Regions from separate parts of the Mus musculus genome. Here regions 1, 2, 3 and 5 are each linked to region 4. The links are chromatin contacts, called in public HiChIP or PLAC-seq maps. All regions are on one chromosome and are shown on one strand. Each heading gives the region's core, a stretch centred on a gene start, on an enhancer-like site or on the middle of the called end of the contact. The rest is flanking DNA. Distances are from core to core; before and after follow the strand shown.

Region 1 (2,767 bases), core at 129-2,628, 270 kb after region 4:
GCAACCACATGGTGGCTCACAAGCATCTGTAACAATATCTGATGCCCTCTTCTGGAGTGTCTGAAGACAACAGTGTACTTACATATAATAAATCTTAAAAAAAAAAAACCCGCTCTCACACACTTATATATCTTTTTTAAAAATCACATTTAGAGTGGTGGCATACTCCTTTAATCCCAGCACTTGGGAGGCAAAGGCAGGCGGATTTCTGAGTTCGAGACCAGCCTGGTCTACAAAGTGAATTCCAGGACAGCCAGGGCTACACAGAAAACCCTGTCTCAATTAAAAAAAAAAAAAAAAAAAAAATCACTATGTAGGTTCGAGTGGTGGAACTCAGGTGGTCAGGAGCCTGCACCCAACGTGCCATCTCTACACACACACACACACACAGCCCACAACCTGCCCTTTGGAAGCAAAGAAGACAGATACAACACAATGTCTATAGGAAGAAAGATGGGAAATAACCCTTGTGGGTCTTCTGCACGTGTTCTACCTACCGACCTACTTCCCTCCTCACACCCCTCATCTCTACGTTTGGCTTGCTTTTTTTTTTTGAGACAAGGTCTCATTATGTAGCCACAGCTGGCCTAGAACCCACTATGTAGACCAGGCTAGACAGGAATTGTGGAATTAAAAGCGTGTACCACCAGCACGTGCCGACGTTCCTGTTTAACTTTCAAAGATGAGAATGAAAGAGTAAGGTGGCTCTGAGGAATTTATAAACCAAAAGCATCTAACCCCAAGGCCTGACCACATTGCCTTAAAGCTTGTCAGTTACTATTCCCCGGCCTCAGAAACTTGCCCAAGTACTTTTCAAGTATCATTTCATTGTACATGAACGACATGTACCTTTCGGGAAATAGGTGGCTTAGAGTTGTCAAGTCACTGCACAGTTGTTGTACCGGTTCCAAGGAAGTTCAAATTTGAACTCCGAACCCGGACAAGCAGGAAAACCTGCGCAAAGAGCCATGGTTTGGACGCGGGAAGGGGTTACTATCTATGCTCAGCAGCATCTTTTCATTCCACATTGGTAACCTGAAATCCTGATAAATTGTAAGCGTCAATAAAGAGGATTTGGAGAAAGAAAAGCCCTAGTCCTCCACAAGAGTCAGGGCGAGATGACCTCTGCATCTAAACCTTATTCAGTCCCCTGGGGCCTCCCGCGACTTCTCCAACACTGCCTTTCTAGGACCGAAGGCCTAAGCTCTCAGGCTCCCCTAAATCGCTAGGCTGAGGGGGGAGGTGTATCCCCTGCGCGGCCCGCAATAAGGACGCGTCCCCTTTAAGGCGCCGGCTCGCCCGCCGCGGCGGCCGGAAGTGCTGGAGCCCGGCTTGGCGGCGGCGGTGGCGGCGGCCGCCGTGGCGGCTTTGTGCGCATGCTCCGTCGCCCGCCCGCCCTGGCCGCTCGCCGCCCGCCCGCCCGCCCGACGGAGACGGTGAGGAGGGGGAGGGGTGGGCGCGCGGCGCGGCGAGGGCTGGGGGCGGGGGGGGGCGGGCGCGGGGGCCGCGCGGCGGCCGGCGACGGCGACGGCGAGGGCGAGGGCGAGGGCGGGCGGGCGCGCAGGGGGCGGGGGGCTGCTGCCTCCGCGGGCGCCTCCCCACGCCCTGTGCGTGCCGCCGCCGCCGCCGGGGAGCGAGCGGACGTCGCGGCGCCGCGGGGGGGGTGGGGGGACGCTGCCGCTGGGTCCGCCCGAGCCGCCGGGCCGCCCCCAGCGTGGCCGGCCGGGCCTAGGCTCCGGGTCCTACGAACCCCGTACTGGGCGGGGGTTGGGGGGGTGGGGAAGGCTCGGCGCCCCCGGACCGAGGGGCCCGGAAGTCCTCGCGGAGGGGCCAGGGGAATCCCTCCCCACCCCAAAAATACGGGGTTTGGGAGCTTGGGCCTTGCGCGGAGGAGCTGGGTCAGGCCTGGGTCGGGCCGGGTCGGGGGAGAGGGCGGCGTGCTGGGGTGGGGGTGGGGTGCAGGGAATAGGGTCAAGCCTTCGCCCGAGGGGAGAGGCCTGGGCCACCAGACCTGGAGAGGAGGAGGAGGAGGAGGAGGAGGAGGAAGGTCCTTTGGAGGGCTTAGGAGAGGAGGCAGCGTCCTTCCCAAGATGAAGGGCAGTAAGAAGGAGAAGGGTCCCCGTGAGGGCTTCAGAGTGGAGGGCCTCCGGTGGCTAGGTGGAGAGTAGGGTGGTTTCCTGCGTCAGGAGACGAGGGAAGCCTAAGGTTATGGGGTTAGTGAGAAGGTACTTGCTGGGAAGAGGGTACCCCTTGCTTTCAGAAATGACAGGGAATTGGCCAGGTGTCCTCGGTTTGAGAGGCAAGAGAAATGTGGGCAGAATCTTACCCGAGGGTCTTGACCTGGCTGTCCAAGGAGCAAGGAAACCCTGAGCTCTCAAAATGCGACCTGTTACTGACTCTAGGAGAACCAGGAAGTAGGGGTTTTCTCCACATCTGTACACTCTTGCCATCTGCCCAGCCCCCTTTCCTTGGCTAGTATTATGGAACGTTTTCATAAGAGCTTGGGCCTAACGCTTCTAATTTTTCAACCATATAATAACTTGTTTTTCTTTTATACTTAAGTTCATTGAGTAGGTGTATTTGAGCTTTGTTGGGTTAGTTTGGGCCCTGTTTTGATTTCTTACACTCTTAGAGGGGTGACTTTTAAAAACGTATTCCTTGATTCCTTCAAACACCTATATAGGAGTCTCCATCCAATCTGTGATTTATATAGAACTTCACTTCCTCTGGATACTTCCTGCAGAGTGAAATGACCTTGGGTTCATTA
Region 2 (2,700 bases), core at 184-2,683, 320 kb after region 4:
CTTCTCTATCTAGCAAGCAGATGGCATTAGGTTAACAATAGTGCATTGCTCAGGTGTCTACCATTTGCAATAGCAAAACCTACTACTAAATATCCTTGTCCAGAGTGATTTTTTTTTTGTTTGTTTGTTTGTTTTTTGAGACAGGGTTTCTCTGTGTAGCCCTGGCTGTCCTGGCACTCACTTTGTAGACCGGGCTGGCCTCGAACTCAGAAATCTGCCTGCCTCTGCCTCCCGAGTGCTGGGACTAAAGGCATGCACCACTACGCCCAGCTCGTGATTTTTTTTTTTTTAAATTAAAAATGCCTTTGGTGGTGCATGCCTTTGATAACAGCATTTAGGAGGCAGAGGCAGGCAGAATTCTGAGTTCAAGGCTAGCCTGGTCTACCTAGTGAGTTTGAGGACAGCTAGAGGCACCCTGTCTCAAAACACAAACAAAAAACCCTACAAACAAAAAAAAACCTGCCTTTGCTCATCCTTTGGCTCTCCAGTGAATCTTAGCTCATGAATACAGGATTTCTTTTCTAGCTGTTGAAGAATGATATTATGTTGTTCTTTGTGTCAAAAGCACAGATCTATTTAATAACTTGATAACTTTGGCAGCATGCTTAATCTCCCTTTTCCCAGCTGTAACATTGTTTGATAGGCACTTTGAACTTGTTGAAAGTCTTTAAATTTAATGTGTCAGAAAGCACTTAATGACAAAGCCCTGCACACAGCACATACTGGAATAGCGTTCATTTTCCAGTCCTTAGATCACGAATATTTCCTCTTAGGGTCCAACAGACTTCAAGAAAGTGTGTGTGACACTGTGCATACGGGTGAGGTGTCTTTTTCTTGGGAATAAAGTCCAGAGTTTACTAGATTATTTTGGGGTCACTGACTTCTCTGAAAAAAAGAGAGTGTATATTTTTCTCCCTCAAAAGTCAAAGGGGTAAATGTCTTGTGTGCAGGGCAGTGAGGGCCGGCTTTTTAATATTTAGTGGAAGTACTGCTCCTGGGTGTTTTTTTCAAGTCCCTGAGGAAGGAAGGTGACAATAGTCTTAAGGAAGGGCGCGGGTGTCTTCTGGGCCGACCTCCATGAAGTTTTCCCTGTGAGCTCTTAGGACCTCTCTTCTGGTTCCTTTTCAAATTGGGGGAGAGTTATCAAATGCAGTTATGAGTTAGGGCTCAAGTCCTACACAGAGTAGAAGCCTCTGCCCCATTAAGAAAGGGGCTTCTGCGTGTTTTCTTAAGACAAAACAATTATTCTCTAGGTGTTTGCCAAAAAACTCCAGTGGTGACCCCCGGTGCCACCCAGGGCTCCTAGGCCCAAAGCGGCGGCGGTGGGGGCGGGGAGACCGCGCGCGCACCGCTTCCGCTCCTCCAGCCCAGCAGAGGGCGCCACGGGCGCGGCTCTCCCTTCCCGAGATGCTTCGCGCCGGGCCCTTCCGCGTGGGTCAGCGACTGTGAGAGTCAGCGCTCGCGCCGCGCGCGCCGCCCGCCTCTGCCGCTCGGCCTCCCCCATTCGGGCTGCGAGGGGGCGGGCGCGCGCTCCGGAGCATAGAGACGGGCGTTGAGCTCGGCGGCCTAGAGCGTCGCCGGATCGGAGCCGGAGCCCGAGTCGCGCGCTGTGTCTCTGCTGCGTCCGCCGAGGCGAGGCTCCGAGTGTCAGGGACAAAAGCCGCCGCCGCACCCTCTGCTCCCGTCGTCGGGGCTCATCCGCCGCCGCCGCTGTCCCGACGAGGAGTCCGCCGCCGTCGTTCCCCGTGAGGATCCGAGAGCCATGTCGGCCAGCAGCCTCTTGGAGCAGGTACAGGCCCAGCCCGCATGTCTCGGCCATTGTGTGAGGCGAGACGGGGCCCGACTAGGCCCGGGCCCGCCGCTCCTGGCCGGGCCGCGGCGGGCGCCTCTCGCGGCTCGGGATTCGGGCCTCAGACCGGCCGCGCCCTGAGTCTCCCGCCCGGCCCGCTCTTCCCGCTCCTCCCCGGGCCGGGCCGGCCGCGCCGCGCTCCCTCCCAGTAGCGGCCCGGGCTTCCCTTCCTCGTTTCCTCTCTTTCCCTCGTGTGGCTGCCGGGTGGCCGGGCTGCCGGGGCTGCCCCGCCGGCCTAGCGCTCGTCCCCGCCTCCCCCTCACCACGCGTCCCCCCCAGGCCGGTTCCTTTCTTCCCTGCTCGGGCCCCGCGTTCATTTGTCTTTCCTTTTCCGTTTTCTTCTCGGACGACTTGCTGCTCGGCGACGTCCCCTCCTCTCGCAGAGACCAAAAGGTCAAGGAAACAAAGGTAAGACCCCGCTCCTCCGGGTGGCCGCCGGCCGGGATGGGGAGGGGGGTCCGCCGGGCCGTGGGGGCGGTGGCTCGAGGACGCGCCCCGGGGAAAGGACCTTTCCGAAGCCGCTCGGGTCGCAGGTGCCGCGCGCGGGGCGGTCGCCCCTTTTGGTGTGGCCCTGCAGCTGGCGGGCAGCTTTTTTCGTTAACAACGAGTAATTCATGAGCGGCCGGGGGTGGAATGCATTTTGAGAAGCACCAGGTCCTTAGTTTTCTCGTAGGTCTTAGGAGCCCTTTGTGTTTCCTCCTCGTGGAGCACTTTCTGGAAGTCACTCACATGTGAAGGAAGCGGGGAGAGAAAGCCGGAGGGAATTGAAATTCGAAGGAGCCAATACACTGACCTTTTAAAAAGATCAGCTCGCTCTGGGGTGGAGACTCTTTTTCACTGTCCGGCTCTTG
Region 3 (2,700 bases), core at 45-2,544, 290 kb before region 4:
TGCACACAGCTGTCCTCTGACCTCCAACTGCTATAAACATTCAGGCACACATGTACAAGCAAATATACACACATACATATATACTTGGGAGGCAGAGGCAGGCAGATCTCTAAAGAGTTCAAGGCCAGCCTGATCTACATAATATGTTCTAGATTCCCCAAAGCTAAAACAGTGTCTCAAAAATATTTTTTTGTTTTTTGGGTTTTTTTGCTCGCTTGTTTGTTTTTCAAGACAGGGATTCTCTGTAGCCCTAGCTGGCCTCAAACTTGCTCTGTAGACCAGGGAGGCCTCGAACTCAAGAGATCGGCCTCCCAAGTGCTGGGATCAAAGGCATGCGCCACCACCGTCCAGCTCAAAAAGTGTTCCTAAAGAGTACAAAAGGCATTCTCAGGTATTCAGGAAGACGCAGAAAAGGGTGTACACATGTCACCTCACCCACACTCACCTTCCTCCTAGGGATTTCTGGTGGGACAGTGACTACTTGTGCTAGAATGAGACCCTGATGACAGGTAAGGCTGGCCCTGGTCTGGGGGAGTCTCTCCCAAGTAAGAGACAGGCAGATGTGCTAGGTCCTCCCCACATCTGTCTGTCTAGCAAATTTAGTTATTAGTCCAACTATTTAGAAAAATGAAAAGAGAATATTTTATATTCTTTCTGGCAGAGGTAGAAGGAACAATGTAGCTGTAAATTCTTCCAAAGTGGGTGACACTTGCTGTCGCCAAGAAGTGGAGGAGAGGCCACTTCATTCTGCAGAAGCAATGACATGACACAATGGATGTGAGCCCTGGCATGTAATGGGTGGGAAGGTCTAGTGGCCTGTGTCCTAAAGGGAGCTAGCTGTACTGGGGCTGGGTGCAGTTCCAGCTATCACCAGCAGGAGGGGCTCTGTGTTTACCATTGGAGCCACTCTGCAAGCATACAATTTCCTAAGGCAATTGCTAGGCCAGGACATTGGAAGGAGGGAAGGGAAGGACTCACTGTTGAGCACCCTGCAGAGAATGCTTTCTGTGCATTGTCTCCAGCAGCCCCAAGGGAGGACTGCCTCCACTTTACAGAACTCAAGGGTTAGTGCACACGGCTCACGATGATAGCTACCACAGCACAGGCAGTTCCTGGCTATTGCCGCTGCCACCACTGCCCTTTGTATTCCCAGGACAGGAGACAGTCTAGGATTTTTTGTTCCCTTCATGATGATGATGATGATGATGATGATGATTAGCCTCTTGGTTGTGTCTATGGTGGAGAAAGTGTTATGTGTACACAAGTGCAGTGCCTCCAGAGGCCAGAAGAGGGCAATAGATTCCTTAGAGCTGGAGGTACAGGTGTTTGGAAGAACAGAAGTGCTCTTAACTGCTGAGCCATCTCTCCGGCGGCGGTTTTTAAAATTTTTTTTCTCGTAGCCATTGCCTACCCATCTGTCTCCATCTCTGGGCCTTTTGGTGGTGGGTGAAGCTTTCAAGTACTGAATCCACGCTTGGGTCAGGTGTGGGTTTGGAATGCTCTCCGCTGGGACAAGGGTACTGCCAGGAGGGGCAGGTGAGATGTTTAAAACCACCCTCAAAAGGCTCTCCAGGTACTCCTTGTCACACCTTGCCCACTGCAGTGGCTCTGTTGGAGGCTTCTGCTCTAACCTGCTGTTGACACATGCAGTGCTGACATCCATGCCTCCCTTTTTTTTTTCTGGTTCATCTACAGCAACATTATTATTGTCTGTGGGAACCTGGGAATGTAGTTTAGTTGCTGGAGAGGTTGCTTAGGATGTATGGAGCTCCATTTCCCGGCACCACATACACCGGACGTTGGAGCACGTACCTTTTTTTTTTTTTTTTTAAGACGTATTTATGTATGTGAGTGCTCTATTTGCGTGTATGCCTACATGGTAGAAAATGACATCAGATCTCATTCTAGATGGTTGTGAGCCACCATGTGGTTGCTGGGAATTGAACTCAGGACCTCTGGAAGAGCAGCCAGTGCTCTTAACCCCTGAGCCATCTCTCCAGCCCCGGTAGCACATAACTTCAATGCTAGCTTTTGGGGAGTGAGGATAGAAGAATCAGGAGTTCAGAGATGGAGAGATGCTCAGAATTTAAGATGCACTGACTGCTCTCCCAGAGGTCCTGAGTTCAAGTCCCAGCAACCACATAGTGGCTCACAACCATCTGTAATGAGATCTGGCACCCTTTTCTGTCATGCAGGGATATATGCAGTCAGAACACTGTGTACATAATAAATAAATCTGAAGGAGGAGAGGGAGTTCAAAGCAATCCTGGGCTATGAAGTAAACTCCAGGCCAGCCTAAGCTACATAAAATCCCATCTCAAAAAGGGTGGGCATTAATCCTACAATGCAGGAAAACAAAGCAAAATTGTCTTGACTCTAAAAATAAAAAGCCGGGCAGTGGTGGTGCATGCCTTTAATCCCAGCACTTGGGAGGCAGAGGCAGGTGGATTTCTGAGTTTAACGTCAGCCTGGTCTACAGAGTGAGTTCCAGGACAGCCAGGGCTACACAGAGAAACCCTGTCTCGAAAATCCAAAGGGGGGGGGGGTAGTGCCTTGACTCTTAAGTCCTTAGCAGCTACCTCAGTTCCTGTCCACTTCTTTGCTCCGCTGTGCCCTCCAGGTCTTCCCCCGCCCCCATCCCTCAGGGAATCTTCTCTAGTCCCACTATGGCTCAGATGGTCACATCTGGGTCTCTGCTGA
Region 4 (2,700 bases), core at 192-2,691:
AGGCCTTTCTTCTCTGTTTCCTGCCTGAGGATGTCAACTGCCCTGCCTCCATTTTCCACCAAGATGGACCAAAATTTCTCCAACTGTGAGCAATGCAAAATATGCTAACAATGTGAAGGAAAAAAATATTTCCTAACATAAAAAAAAAATTTTTTTTTTGTTTTTGTTTTTTGAGACAGGGTTTCTCTGTGTAGCCCTGGCTGTCCTGGAACTCATTCTATAGACCAGCCTGGCCCTGAACTCAGAAATCCGCCTGCCTCTGCCTCCCAAGTGCTGAATTAAAGGCATGAACCACCATCGCCCGGCTTACAAGTATTCTTATAAGCACAAGAGATAATGGCTCTGGTCCCAGCACTTTGGAGGCTGAAGCAAGAGGGTCCAACCTGGGCTACCAGAAAGTACTTAATTCGAAAACGACTGCTTTATAATTTTCAAGCTGCTTTTTTATACACGAAACCCTTTAATCGTCGTGAAAACTCTTACAATGTTAACTTGCCAGTGTGGGAACTGATGTCTTGAAATTTCAACAGCAGTTAGGCTAATTGCCTTGCGAGAACGCAATATGTGGGCCTCTGACGCCAGATAGCTAACTTTAACTCAGTTTATTCATTCATTTAATCAACGGATATATGCGAAACATCCACCACGCATTAGGCACTGGCGATGCAAATGTCAACAAGGCTCAGAGCAAGTTCACTCCTGTCCTACCTGACACCAAGAACGTATGCACCCTCTTAAGAGGTTCGTCATGTTAAAGATGGAGGGTTCACATACGCATTCTTGTCCCGATGAACAGTGCTCAGCACTGATAAGACCGCAGAAATCGCCACTCGCACAATTCATGGCAGAGGAGTGGGACAAGGGCCTCCTTCCTGTTTACAAATAAAAGTGGGTGCGCCGCAGCTCGGCCTCCGCCAGCCGGAGACTCCACCGCCAGCAGGCTGCACCGCGCGACCAGCAGCTCGCCGGGCCCCTCTCCGGGTCTGGGTCCACAGGCCCAGCCGCCCCGCCGCGTTCCGGGGACCTCAGTAGCCACAGTGGCGGTCGCGCATGCACTCCGCAGCCGATCCGCAGTCCCCAGGCCAGACGGCGCGGGCCAACGGTCCCAGGAGGCGCCTCGCCGGCCCCAGCCGCGGCGGACGAAGCCGGAGCACGGTCGTCCTAAGGCCACCATCCTTACTCCGGGCTCACCTCACTGTAGAAGGTCATAAATGCCTCCTCTGTGCTGCCTCCGCCACCCGAAGCACCACTCTCTCCCGAAGCCGCCATTTTCCCGGCTAACCACCACGTGACCGTTCTGCGCAAGCGCAGCCTCACGTAACCACCCAAGCCCGCCTTCCCGGACTCCCCGCCCGCCAGCTGAACTTAAAGGGGCCGAGACCTCTTTTTTTTTTTTTTCGGTTTTAGTTTTGGTTTTTCAGAATAAGGATAAAGTTTCATAGTGTTGCCCTGGTTGTCTCCAGTCTCTGACAGAAAGAAATCTGTTGTCTCTGGATATACCTATTATTATTCTGGACATTTCCCATGGATGGAATCTACTTATACAATTCTTATTTAGGTTTTTTTCATGTGACAGTTTTTTGGTTTTTTTGACCCAGGATTTCTCTGTGTAGCCTTGGTTGTCCTGGAATTCTCTCTGTAGACCAGGCTGACCTCAAACTCACAGAGATCTACATGACTCCCTGGAGTGCTGGAACTGGCCTGGGTAACCACCATGTACCAGTTTTTTAAGAGTTTATCCCAGTGGAGCCTATCCTGGTACTCCAGAGGCAGAGGTAGGCAGATCTTCTGAGTTTGGGGCCAGCCTAGTCTCTATAGTAAGTTTCAGGACAGCCAGGCCTGTGAAAAAAAAACTGTCAAAAAAATTTTTTTTTTTTTTACTGCATTTTATGGTGGCATCCAATTCCTCAAAGGTATGTCTATGCTATGATTTGTTGACCTCTTCAGTAGTTCAACATTTGGGGTCTTCTCACCTTTGGACCACTGTGAAATAGTATTATGAAGCTGGACATATGCCTGTAACCCCAACTCTGGGGAGGTGGAGACGGAAAGATGAGAAATTGGCTTCTTCACTGCGAGTTTGAGGCCATCCCGAGTTACAACAGATCTCATTGAGGTAGGGACAAAATCGGAAAATGGGATGGAAGCAATTATGAGCATGCATGTATAAGGATCTGTGCTTGGAGTTTGTTATTTAATTTTTAAAATTATACTTACTTATTAGTGGGGGCACAGTGTCACAATGCACATGGAGAGGTCAGGGAGAACAACTTTCAAGAGTCCGTTCTCTCCTTTCACCATTGGGGCCCAGCACTAGCCCTATGTGTGGGGGGCGGGGGGGGTGCGGGGGGGGAGTGTATGGGGGGGTGTGGGTGTTTATTCGTTTGTTTCTGAAAACAGGATCTTGTTATGAAGCCCTGGCTGGCCCAGAATTCCCTTTGTCGAATAGGCTAGATTAAGCTAGATTAAGCTCTTCCTGTGTGCCTCAGGAGTGCTGGGATTACAGGTTTGTACCACCAGTTCGCTTGATGTTCTTTTCAGTGTCCTTGTAGCCCGTCACCAAGTTATTAGGTCCATTCACCGACACATTGATACAGTTCAAAATTACTAATTCACTACCTACTAAGGCTCTGATGGCTTCACAAAGTAAACTGTGAGAAAGAACTCAGAAGCAAGGATAAAAAAAAATTGCTGTCAGGA
Region 5 (2,700 bases), core at 113-2,612, 260 kb before region 4:
GGGGAAGTGGGATCGTTTTTATCTGTTCAACATCTTCATGGTCTGAGGTAGTTAAATGGTACATGCCTGTTATTCCAGAACCTGGCAGGAGGAGGCATCAAGAGCATCAGGAGTCTAAGGAAGCCATTCTCAGCTACACAGTGGATTATGTGAAATCCTGCCTCAAAAACCCAAAACAAGGCAGAGGATGCAGCTCACTTAGTAGAGTGTTTGCTTTGAATCCATGAAGCCCTAGGTTTAGTCCTCAGCATCTAATAAAGTGTGTGTGACCACACTCATTTTAGATGGTGGAAGAAGGAAGATCAGAAGTTCAAGGTCATCTTCAGCTACACAGTAATTTAAGTACAATTTGTGCTAAGGGATACTCTCTCTGTCTGTCTCTGTCTCGGGTCTGTCTCTATGTCTCTGTGTCTGTGTCTGTGTCTCTGTGTCTCTGTGTCTTTGTCTCTCTGTGTCTCTGTCTCTCTCTCTGTCTCTCTCTCTCTCTCACACACACACACACACATACATACACACACACACACACACACACACACACACACACACACACACACACCAGACCTCTGGGTATCAAATTATCAAGTCTTGCCAGGTGTAACTGCACACGCCTTTAATCCCAGCACTCAGGAGGCAGAGGCAGGCGGATTTCTGACTTCGAGGCCAGCCTGGTCTACAAAGTGAGTTCCAGGACAGCCAGGGCTATACAGAGAAACCCTGTCTCAAAAAAAAAAAAAAAAAAAATTATCAAGTCTTGATGTTAGATCTGTTCGATGGAGCCAAGTAAAGAAAGGTGTGGGAATTGTCCTGGTTGTTCTTTGGTCAATTTGACCCAAGTTAGAATTATCTGGGAACCTCTGTTGAGAAATGCCTCCATCAGACTGCTTGTAGGCAAGCCTGTAGTGCATTTTCTCCACTTATGATTGGTGTGGGTGGGCCCAGCCCATAGGGTGTAGGTAGTGCCAACCCTGGGCAGGTGGTCCTGAGTTGTGTAAGAAAGCAAACTGAGCAAACCAGTAAGCTGTGTTTCTTTATGGCTTGTACCAGTCCCAGTCCCTTTATCTCTCTCTATCTGTCCGGAGTTTCTGTTCTGACTAACCTCTGTGATCCCAGAGTTGTAAGATAATAAACCCTTCCCTCCCCAAGTTGCTTTTGGTCATGGTGTTTTATCACATTAGAAACCTTAAGAAAAGATTCAATTTTAGAGATGAAGAGACAGGTCAGGGGAAATAAAGTCCCCATTCAAGAGTTCGGGGCGCTTCAGAGAACCCTGTAGGGCTCCCGACCTGAGGGGCGTGGCCTCGGTGGGCGTGGCTTCCGGACTGTCCTCTGCAAGCTGCCGATCAGTCTGAGCAAATCTAGTCGGAACGCGACCATGGAGCCGGTGCCGCTGCAGGACTTTGTGAGCGGCCTGGACCCCACCTCCCTTCCGCGCGTGCTGCGGGTCTGCTCCGGAGTCTACTTTGAGGGTGAGCGGGCTCTGGGTGGAAGGAGCTAGGTATGATGGGTCATGCCTGTAATGCCAACACTGGGGAGCTGTGGCGGGAGGATGAGTTCGAAGCTAGCCTGTTCTATAAAGTGATTGCAGGTCAGTTTGGGCTACAGAGTTAGACCCTGAGGGATCTGGGGTTGAGTTCAGACGCTGCTGTCCGAAGTTTTATGAATCCGCACCAAAAGGCGCCACCTCCCTGCTCTTCAGCTTTTGTCCCATGGGTGATGAGAAGTCCTGAGTTTAACTCAGGCTTTTTCTCAACTGAGGCTCCTCGGTAATGCTAACAGAAATTGTGTGGCAGCTAGGCAGGAGCGATCTGAACAGCCTAGGAAATCCTGTCTCAAGCAACAAGAACAATTATAACAATAAATGGACAAATAAGTGGGGATAACTCGTCCATCGTTTCAGACAGGCACTAGGGTGCTCACTGTCGTTATTGGGGTTGTTCTGAGAGGACCTTGTTTTGTAGCCCAGGCTGGCCTTAAGTTTGCAGCGATCCGTCTGCCTCTGCCTGAATTTGCCATGCCTGGTTCACTGTTCATTTTTCTTTCTTGCTCCCTCCCTCCGTTCTCTTTTATTATCTTCTTTCCCTTTCTGCAAGGATCCAACCCAGGACCCTGAGCTCTCACCACTAAGATATATTCCAGTTCGTTATTTTAGCACCAGATCAGCCCTCCCGCTGAACTCTCTGCTCCTTGCCTCTGAGTCTCTCTGTTCCTCTGCTGGATTCTCAGATGGAGTGGTCCTCCTACCAGGGGGATCCTTCCCCGCTTTTTGCCTGTACATTTGCTCCTTGCCCATGGCTTTCCGCAACCCATAGCAGAGAAGAGATGGCCATATCAGGACACAGCCACCAGTTACTGGCCAAATAACATGTGACCAGGGACTGACCACTTGGGTAAGGGAGGGAAGAAAAGGGACCGACCGGGCTGCTCTGTGGAGGGCAGAGGCGAGAGTGGAGGGAGATGCTGAGATTCAGGGCTCCTCCCTCAGACAGCAAGCTGTCTCATGGATGCCTGCTTCATTCTACTCCCTGGAGTGAGCGAGCCAGGCTCTGCCACAGCAGCTGCCAGCAAAGTGTTCTGATGGCCAAGCGGGTTATAGACTGACCTAGGAGGATCACACAAGGGCCACCACAGTGAGTCTCTCTGGTCCATCGGAATCTGATGGGTCCCTGAAGTGGGACTCTGGGAGCCTGGTCATTCTTTTCT

Evidence for each region. HiChIP or PLAC-seq counts read pairs in DNA pulled down with a chosen protein or histone mark.
Region 1: an H3K4me3 HiChIP or PLAC-seq map of embryonic limb bud shows a contact between it and region 4, with 4 times the contacts expected there. The contact joins the promoter of Gmeb1 here to the promoter of Atpif1 in region 4. A contact is called at or near these places in 4 of 39 promoter capture datasets (the C10 cell line, hematopoietic stem and progenitor cells, neutrophils and 1 more), 2 of 484 Hi-C or Micro-C datasets (CD4 T cells and embryonic stem cells), 11 of 115 datasets of contacts at active chromatin or transcription factors (the 230-238 cell line, the HPC-7 cell line, the SCID.adh cell line and 7 more) and 3 of 9 other capture datasets (adipose tissue, liver and pancreatic islet).
Region 2: a contact with region 4 is called in an H3K4me3 HiChIP or PLAC-seq map of the SCID.adh cell line, with 16 read pairs. The contact joins the promoter of Ythdf2 here to the promoter of Atpif1 in region 4. A contact is called at or near these places in 4 of 39 promoter capture datasets (cranial neural crest, erythroid cells, neural stem cells and 1 more), 6 of 484 Hi-C or Micro-C datasets (the G1E-ER4 cell line, the HPC-7 cell line, bone marrow and 3 more), 11 of 115 datasets of contacts at active chromatin or transcription factors (the SCID.adh cell line, acute myeloid leukemia, bone marrow-derived macrophages and 7 more) and 2 of 9 other capture datasets (adipose tissue and liver).
Region 3: a contact with region 4 is called in an H3K4me3 HiChIP or PLAC-seq map of pro-B cells, with 6 times the contacts expected there. The contact joins the enhancer-like site here to the promoter of Atpif1 in region 4. A contact is called at or near these places in 20 of 39 promoter capture datasets (the 3T3-L1 cell line, 3T3-L1-derived adipocytes, the C10 cell line and 13 more), 3 of 15 datasets of contacts at CTCF or cohesin (embryonic stem cells, large pre-B cells and pro-B cells), 69 of 484 Hi-C or Micro-C datasets (the 63-12 cell line, B cells, the Ba/F3 cell line and 46 more), 17 of 115 datasets of contacts at active chromatin or transcription factors (the 230-238 cell line, the HPC-7 cell line, T-cell acute lymphoblastic leukemia and 9 more) and 2 of 9 other capture datasets (adipose tissue and liver).
Region 5: a contact with region 4 is called in an H3K4me3 HiChIP or PLAC-seq map of embryonic stem cells, with 16 read pairs. The contact joins the promoter of Themis2 here to the promoter of Atpif1 in region 4. A contact is called at or near these places in 11 of 115 datasets of contacts at active chromatin or transcription factors (the 230-238 cell line, the SCID.adh cell line, bone marrow-derived macrophages and 4 more) and 4 of 9 other capture datasets (adipose tissue, embryonic stem cells, liver and 1 more).

What each region holds. Positions count from the first base shown.
Region 1 is chr4:132,260,160-132,262,926 of GRCm38.p6, reverse strand. Gmeb1 (glucocorticoid modulatory element binding protein 1) reads left to right here and starts at 1,378. Exons shown (of 10, transcript NM_020273.2): 1 at 1,378-1,436. Gm28874 (a long non-coding RNA gene) reads right to left here. Exons shown (of 2, transcript XR_390809.4): 1 at 2,327-2,767.
Region 2 is chr4:132,210,989-132,213,688 of GRCm38.p6, reverse strand. Ythdf2 (YTH N6-methyladenosine RNA binding protein 2) reads left to right here and starts at 1,433. Exons shown (of 5, transcript NM_145393.4): 1 at 1,433-1,789; 2 at 2,233-2,257. The coding sequence starts at 1,763.
Region 3 is chr4:132,822,350-132,825,049 of GRCm38.p6, reverse strand. No RefSeq gene overlaps it. Among named protein-coding and RNA genes, the nearest start is that of Ppp1r8, 19 kb to the left of the region's middle. Within about 2 kb of position 1,294, at least 21 of the 459 cell types and tissues checked have an H3K27ac peak or open chromatin away from gene starts, as enhancers often do. A contact at or near this core is called in B cells, CD8 T cells, Th1 cells and 3 more, where this site is marked.
Region 4 is chr4:132,534,155-132,536,854 of GRCm38.p6, reverse strand. Atpif1 (ATPase inhibitory factor 1) reads left to right here and starts at 1,441. Exons shown (of 4, transcript NM_007512.4): 1 at 1,441-2,116. It overlaps Dnajc8 (DnaJ heat shock protein family (Hsp40) member C8), which reads right to left and starts at 1,296. Exons shown (of 9, transcript NM_172400.3): 1 at 1,192-1,296. The coding sequence starts at 1,269.
Region 5 is chr4:132,795,026-132,797,725 of GRCm38.p6, reverse strand. It overlaps Themis2 (thymocyte selection associated family member 2), which reads left to right and starts at 1,362. Exons shown (of 6, transcript NM_001033308.2): 1 at 1,362-1,466. The coding sequence starts at 1,373.